2 separate regions of the Dromaius novaehollandiae genome follow, and region 1 is linked to region 2. The links are chromatin contacts, called in public Hi-C maps. All regions are on one chromosome and are shown on one strand. The core of a region is the stretch at or near the end of the contact, and the rest is flanking DNA. Distances in the headings are between cores, read along the strand shown.

Region 1 (4,084 bases), core at 1,053-3,552, 70 kb before region 2:
CTGACTGCACTCAGACCCAAAACTACATGTAGATAGGGACAAAATTTCAGTCCAATTACTTTAATCATTGAGTCATGTTCTTTGAGTTATTTCCCTCCTATCTTGGTTTCCTTCCTCCAGTACCTACGGTTCCTGAATAAAAGCAATAGTAAGGACCAGACAAACTTTAAGTAAAATAAAGTTAAATGAAAAAAAAATACAGCAAGCAAACAAGTGGTGATCTTTCAAGAAGTTATCCTGCCTGATCCAGCCCAACCATTTTCAAAAGAGGAAAGCAGTGACTGGGGGGGCTGGGGAGGGGGGAGGGGAAAGAAAGGGATTGAAAAATCCACTCTCTTAAATCCTTGTTGCCAGAGCATAAACATGCTTTTCTTAAAAATGTCTGAAATGGAAGGAAAATGAGGGGAATGCTTTTATTGAAAAATAAAAAAAATGTTCATATTCATGACAGAGTCTAGTGAAACCTGGCCATCACTTTAATTATAATCACTTTTATAATAATGTTAATCGTTACTAGGTAGCTGAGTAACTGGACTAAGGATTTGCTACTGCCTGCTAGAACACATTACATTCCAATTATCTAGCTGCAACCAGTAACATCTCGGGTCAACATCAGCTCAGCAAAACCCTGAATTTTGCAGGTGATAATTGAGCTTAGATACATAGAGAGAAAGATTTAACAGTCCTAAAGCATGAAGTCTGGCCTTTGAATTACAGGTGCTTTGTGAAACCCAAACTGTTGGAGTTTATCAAAATCTGCCCAGGAATCTCACCTCAACTTCCTTATCAGATAAATCAATTTGCTATTCTTTTGTACTTGACAGAAGTTTCAGGCAACCTGAGTATCCATGATGAAGATAAACAACACTAACACAGTACAGAAGAACTGCTCGCCTGAAGTTGTGAAAACTTTTGTGCTCTTATCTTACATTAACATCAGGCTAAGCTGAATTCACAGGATGCAACCAGTTGAGACAGGACGAAGAAATATTATTGCTTGTTACTGCTAAAGGACAAAGGTCCCACAGATCTCACACTATTCACTCTAAACCACATGTTCTTACTGATTTCATCATGCTGGCTCTGGCACTTGTCAGAGAGGTTAGACCAACAACCAAGAGCAGGACCCCATCGGGCCAGCAGGTCAGGCACTTGCAGAATCATAGCTTAAGAGTAAACTTTTAGAATTCAGCAGTTTTCCAGAAACAAGCCTTAAGCCTGACTCCTGAACAAAAAGGGCAGAGATGATAGTTTTCAAGTGTAATTTAAAGCCTCAAAAGTGAAAAACAAATCAACCTTGTTGGCTTATCTTCCTATTAGTTGTTTCTTGACAATGATGAGGTTAGTAACTTTTGGCCACCATAACCATAAAGCAATAGGGGCAACAGAAGGCATGTAAGGACCATTTTAAGGGTCATGTACAATGTAACTATTATATAAAAGTTAACATTACTGTTTCCTAACCTGCAATCTGTGACTGCTAAAATATCTAAAAACAGTCTGCAAACAATTACAAATCAAAAAACAAGCAGGATGGAGTGGAAATAAAAAAAATCAGTTAACATTGAAGGCCTAGCCTCCTCATTATTTGGTTATGAATGAAAATCATTACAGGAACTGGAACGAGATAATACTCCTCTAAAGAAAGAGTCAGTCCTCACTAAAAAGAAAGACAATAAAAGAAACTGGAAAAAATACTAAGGGAGATCATCTTTTCCATTTATCAAAATTAGTTCATAGAAGATGCTGCTACTCTAAATACTAAAAGTAAACTGTAACTGACTAAGAGTTGCAGCTTGAAGAAATATTAAGAAGACATTTATTTTCAAAGAGAAACTACCTGATATTTATTTTTCATTAAAAGAAAAGCAGGATGCCAAAACTAGACACTTCTTCCTGGGTTTTATTTTCAAGCAAGCCTATTTTGTCTGGATTTAGACAAATTACTCTCTTTACACAGTTCAGCAAGCACAGCAATCGCGCAAGTTCCCTTTGTAATATTTGCATTCTGGATCCCTTCAATTAAAGATTCGCTCAAAGATATGTGGCTGCTGTGCAACTGATTTAGCAGATTTTTAATTAGTAAGAACTGCGCTCATTCAAACAACGGAATATTTTTGGGATCAGCAGGAAGACTTTCCTAGCCAAAGAAAATGTTACGAGCAGCGGCGTGAAGGTGAAGCAATGCCGGCAATGCAGTGCTGCAGTGTGGCCAGCAGATGGGGGCTGGACCTCAGAAAAGGATTTTGCGGGCAGTCGCAGTGCAGCCAGCACATTCCTTGGGAGAGTCCCGCTCTGCTTACAAATATGGCTACTGAATGAACAAAGCAATGGAACATTCCCGGGAGTAGGAGGGCTGGCAAGCACTAATACATTGTGGGACTCTGACATCACACCCAAATAGGCTATGTTTAGGCTGGTGGGACTGGTAGCACCAAAAGATGATCCAATTGTCTGGTCTGCTGATGACCACTATTGCATTAGGCAATTCTGAGAAACTGAAGCTGAGAGACCTAACTTCTTGTCTGTCTGAATGGATGCGAGAGCACATTAAAAGAACAAAATATTTACTCTTTAAGAACTATGCTTTCTATATCTGCCAAAAGTCACCTGTTTCTTCCTACTGTTTTTTATGGCTATTAGATCAACCTACTGAGCCTTCTATAACAGAAATTCAGCCTTTCTGTAGAGGATTCTCATTGACAACCCCTATTCCTCATTCAATACTGTCATGTTTATTTTTGGTTTGTGCACCTACAAATCAGGTTCTTTAAATGCTTTTTTCTGCCCAAATTAAAAATATGATCATCTTAACCATATCTATCTGAAAACATGTATTTGTAACGTCACTTTATCTGACTTCACAGTTTGCTATCGCTACAACGTCAGTCTGGAGTCACAAGCTTTAATAATAGGCAAGCAAATCATAACAGAAAGAACTAATGGTGGGGTTCCAATTGAGGAACACAGTATGTATTACAGTCACACAATGCTGGTTCAGAAATGATCTTTGTAGAAGTTTTTCTGAACTGACATATACAGGACAGAACTGCTTTTATCAAGGACAGAGATAAACAAGCTGCAGAATATTCCTGGATAAAAAGGGTTCCTGTAGAAATTTCATAAAGAAATAATGCATCTACTGCTTAGACATGAAAATCTAGATGGTATGCAATCACATCCTCAGTGAGAGGCAAGGTGGTGGCATTGTCCATGGCGACGAAGAAAAGTAAGACAGCACCAAGCCTTCAATAGTGGAGGGTAATGCCTTTTATAAGAAGAAAAAAGAGTAAGAGTTGTTTTAATCGAGATGACAGCTAGACATTCACAAAACAACTATGAAAGAGAAAGAATGCGAATTCTGTTAGTAAAAAGACAAGGTGCAGAGCCATTGATGGGCGTCGCTAGCCTAAGGATGTTAGCTGAACTTGGTTTTGCAGATGAGATTAACCAAAAAGACAGTGCAAAGGCAAAAGACATTGTGACTCCCTCATAGACCCATATGGAACATCTACATAAACCTGGAATCTGATGAGGAGAACTCTTTATGTGACATGTTGATGGGAGAAGCACAAGAACTCAAAAGAAAAATGAGTTATGAAAGACAAGAAAGCAGAAGATTTCAAGAAGATGCCCACATTCAAAGTCAACGGTGCTTAAAGCAGCGGACAAAGAGGACAAAAGAGCAGCAGTTCTGAACTGGGTAGGGAGAGGACTTTGACACGCAATTACGGTAAAACAGCAAGGCAGAAGCTACAATGGAGAAAAATCAGGATGGGACTGGGAAAATAAAAACACTGGTTACAGAACAGTATTAGTGGGTGCAAGAAGCGCTTTATTACCCTTACCTAGACATGGCCAGCTGATCAGATCTTCATATGGAAAACTTCCTGGGGCCAACTCCAGCCTTTCCCTCACATTTATATCCACATCCCAGTGGGCTGCATTCTCTGGTCAGCAATTCTTGGCTATTCTCTGAATGCCATTTTTTGGCTTTCTATCATTCAGCTGCCATTTTAAAGCCATTGTGACCACAAGCAGCAAGTGATGGTGATACATCCTAAAGTTCCTTGATCCTGCTTTT
Region 2 (3,696 bases), core at 942-3,441:
TTTTCTTACAGAAAAGAAACTGAAATACTAACACAACCATAAAAAGTTAACTTCTACTTATCTAGATCCTTGGGATATTGTATCCACGTAAAAGTGACTATAGATACCTACTGGCAAAAGTTAACAGCACACTCCCATTGGGATTAAAATGGTACATTGTCAAAAACACGCTTGTTGATTTATTTTGTAGTCAGATATTCTCTCTTTGTTAATTTTAAAGAACAATGAATGTTTATTTCCCCCAATGACTGTGGAGTAATAGGAGAACTAAGTAACAGCAGCAGTCTAGACACATGATCAAAGAACCCCTACATAGTCTTTGGACAGGCTAAACTGAAAACTTCAAAGCTGACTAAGATTCAAAAATGTATGCATTTCAAAATTTCGAATTGCAGTACTCTAAATTGTGTTTTCTGATTTTGTGGGGGCAAGAGAAAATGCCGCTCCATAGGAAACGCACCCTACATATCAGTTGCAGTCTCCAATTTCTTCAGCAACACAAAGCAAAATTCCTAAAAGGTTGCAGCTAACCACCAAAATACAGGAGCGCCTCTACGTCCGTGCGTGTATGCCCAACTGCCTCTCTCCCCTCTTCCCCACCTCCCCCCCCCCCCAGCCCAGATGACAGTAATCTTACACAGGTACGCCTTCTTCATCAGCCTCCAAGTTCCCCACCTATCACGAGTCTCTTGTAGGGGTGCGGGCAGGGGACCTAAAGCCTCCACCACAACAGGTGCCTGCTCAGCTGATTGTTCAACTCTTGACACCCTCCTCGCCTCCTCTCCTTGCTCCCAGACCGGGGCGAGACCTCGCACCCGCCCACCGCAGGGCGTTGCGCATAAGAGCGAGAGGATCCAGGCAAACTCCCTTCCTCCATCTCCGGTCCCGCAGCCCTCCTCGCCGCTCCGCTTCCCAACCCGGCAGCGACAGCCTGTCCTGGACACCGAGGCGAAAAGGGCCGCAGAGGCCGTCGCCGCCTCCGAGCTACGGAGCGGCCGCCGCCGCTGCCCCCGGCCAGCCCCAGAAGGGGCAACGGTCTGGAGGGCGGCGAGCAAGGCCGGCTCCGAAGCCTGGTGCGGGTCCGGGCCCTGCCAGCTCCGGCCGGGGCTCGGCGGGCCCCTGCGCTTTCCCCACCTCCTCTCTCTAAGATGGCAGCGCAGCTGCCCCCTGCGCTGCGTCCCCCTCGACCGCGCCGGGCCGGGAGGTGGCACCAGCTCGTCCCGCTGCGCAGCTCCCCGCCACCGGCTGAGGCGTCTCACTTACCCGTGTGGGGGGCGGCGGGGCCCGCGCTCCGGCCGGCTGCGGCCTCCTCTCCCGGGCGGCGGGCGCACGCAGAGCGGGCGGCGAACGCTTCCCCCGGCCTCGGCCAGGGGCCCCGGCGCGGCAGCGCCTCCCTCTTGCGCGCTGCGCAGTCCGGCCGCCCCGCCGCGCTCGGGCCCGCGCGGCCGGCGGCGATGCCGCTGCCGCTCGGAGTGCAGGGGGCAGCGGCCGCGGGGGCTGCCCGCAGCGCGCCTTCCTCTCCGGGCGGCGGGGAGCGGAGCGGGGCCCGGCCCGGCGCGGCGCGGCGGGCGGATCCGCGGCGCTTCCTGGCCGGGCTGGATTTTCTATCGCTTACAAAATGGCGCGCGTTCCAAACCTGCGCAGCGCCCGGCGGCAGCAACGGCAGGGCCCGGCCTCGGCTCGGCGCGGCGGCGGCGGCGGCCTGAGCCCCGGCCAGGCAGCGCGGGGACAGCGGCGGGCGGGCGGGCGCGAGCGGGCGGGGGGGGGAGGAGGAGGAGGAGGAGGAGGCGGAGGGGGAGGGGGTGGGGGGGAAGCGCAGCGCCGTACCGAGCCCCCGGGAACTCCTCACTCCCTCCCTCCCCCCTTCCCTTCCCCGCCTGCCAGCCTCTACCTCCTCCCCCTCCCTCCCTCCCCGCTCCTCCTTCTCCCCCCCGCCTCCCTCCCTCCAGAACCGGCTTCGCCAGGGCTTTGCGCCGGCCCCGCTCACCGCAGCGCACCGCTGCCGTTGCCGCCGCCCCGAGCCTGTCCTCGCTCGTACCCGCCCGCTCACGCGGGACGAATTTCTCGCGTGCCGCCGCCGGACCCTCCAGGGCAGTTTTTTTTTGAGGGTGGCCGTTTTTTCCGCTTTCTTGCGTGATAATTTTTTTTTTTCAGAGTGCAGGTGGGAAGGGAGGAAAAAGAAAACCTTCCACAATTCGGGCGGGAAGGGGCTTTCTTTTGAAAAAAAAAAAAAAAAAAAGCTAACTGACAAAATGGCGACGGGGCGAGCTTGTTACTATGGCAACTGTCAATCACGCTACCCAAGCGCCCCACCCCAGCCGGGCGGGAGACAGCCGCTGACGTGGGGAGGGTGGGGAAGAGAGCGACGGGCGGAGGGCGGGGCTTGGTCGCCGGGGCAACTGCAGCTCCCCCGCCCCTCCGGCGGGTGACGATATCCGCGCCGCTGCGGGCCAGGATGGCCCCGGCGAGCGCTGGGCCCCGGGGCGTGGGGGAGGGGCAGCTGCGTTCGCGCCGCGGCGCGAGGGCGGTAACGGTCCTCCGGGGCGGGCGAGGGAGCGAGGGACACTGCCGCCGCTGCCTCAGCTGAGCCGCGCTGCTCTGCCTGAGCCGCCTCCGCGCCGGGGCCTTCCCCGGCCTGCAGTGGACGGCGGCTCCCGCCTAGGTGCGGAGGGGCCAAGCCTTGAGGCGGCGGCGGCGGCTGGGCGGTTCTGGAGGGAGCGGGGCCCTCTAGGGACGGGCGCCGCTGCGGCAGCCCGCGGGCCCGAGCTAAGGCGGGGGCTTGTGCAGGCCCCGGGGGGCCGGCCGTTGTTGCCGCGGGGGCTTGGTGGACACAGGGTTTCTTCACATCCCATGCTAAAAGATGTATTTAAAAATATGTATTTCTGTTTTTAAAAATATTAAATAAAAACGCTAAGGTGTTGCCTCGTGTGGCACTTGCACTGTGGATGTGTGGTGGGGAAGGGAGCCTTGGGTTCTTGAGGGGAGACTTAGTTGCACTTTTTATTATGGACCAGAGTTTAGGAGTGCATACCACTAATGTAAATCTATGCTAGGGATTTTTTTTTTCCAGGAATATCCACGAAGATCCAAAAAGTAGAATGTGGCCTTCATCTAATGTTTTAATTCTGGTACCTGATTTTTTCAACCTAGTTGTTGTAGTTCACAGTCAGCCTTGCTCCTTGAAGAAATTAGGACATATTACTAACACTCGTGCTATTACTTTTTCTTCTTCTGTTCCCGTATTTCTCTCTGAATTTCAGAGCTGGAAATAAACAACTAAAGGTAGGTGCAGTAACAGCCAAAGTAGTATGTCCCCCAATTATCTAACCATGGCTGTACAAATGCAGTTTTACAAGCAGTTCAAGGGAGCTAAGATTTTGTTGCTGTTGAAAATAGCAGTCCACACCCTCTTCACCTTGAGCCGTTTAGTCCCTCTGTCTGTTTTCTACAGCAATAGGAATGCTAGCATAGAATAATTGACACACTGACCCTGACAAAAAAAAAATCTTTTGTATGGCAAGTATAAGTGCTGATGCAAAGGAGAAGGCAGGAACGTGTGGCAGCGGGAAGCGTAGGACCACCCCATTGAGTAACAGCATGGTGTTAGGTTAGGTTAAGTCATCCATGAAATTGCACCCTAAAGCCATGGTAGGTGTTCAGGAGCAGCGTGGTTTAAGTGGGTTTAAGCAGCCATTG

The links. A called contact is a pair of places that touch in the nucleus more often than the background predicts.
Region 1: a Hi-C map of liver shows a contact between it and region 2, with 4 times the contacts expected there. The contact joins the enhancer-like site here to the promoter of DYRK1A in region 2. A contact is called at or near these places in 2 of 4 Hi-C or Micro-C datasets (brain and liver).

The regions. Positions count from the first base shown.
Region 1 is chr1:119,377,094-119,381,177 of bDroNov1.hap1, reverse strand. The region is part of intron 3 of DYRK1A (dual specificity tyrosine phosphorylation regulated kinase 1A); the gene reads right to left. Among named protein-coding and RNA genes, the nearest start is that of DYRK1A, 70 kb to the right of the region's middle. Within about 2 kb of position 2,302, at least 1 of the 2 cell types and tissues checked has open chromatin away from gene starts, as enhancers often do.
Region 2 is chr1:119,307,297-119,310,992 of bDroNov1.hap1, reverse strand. DYRK1A (dual specificity tyrosine phosphorylation regulated kinase 1A) reads right to left here and starts at 2,191. Exons shown (of 12, transcript XM_064524946.1): 1 at 1,988-2,191.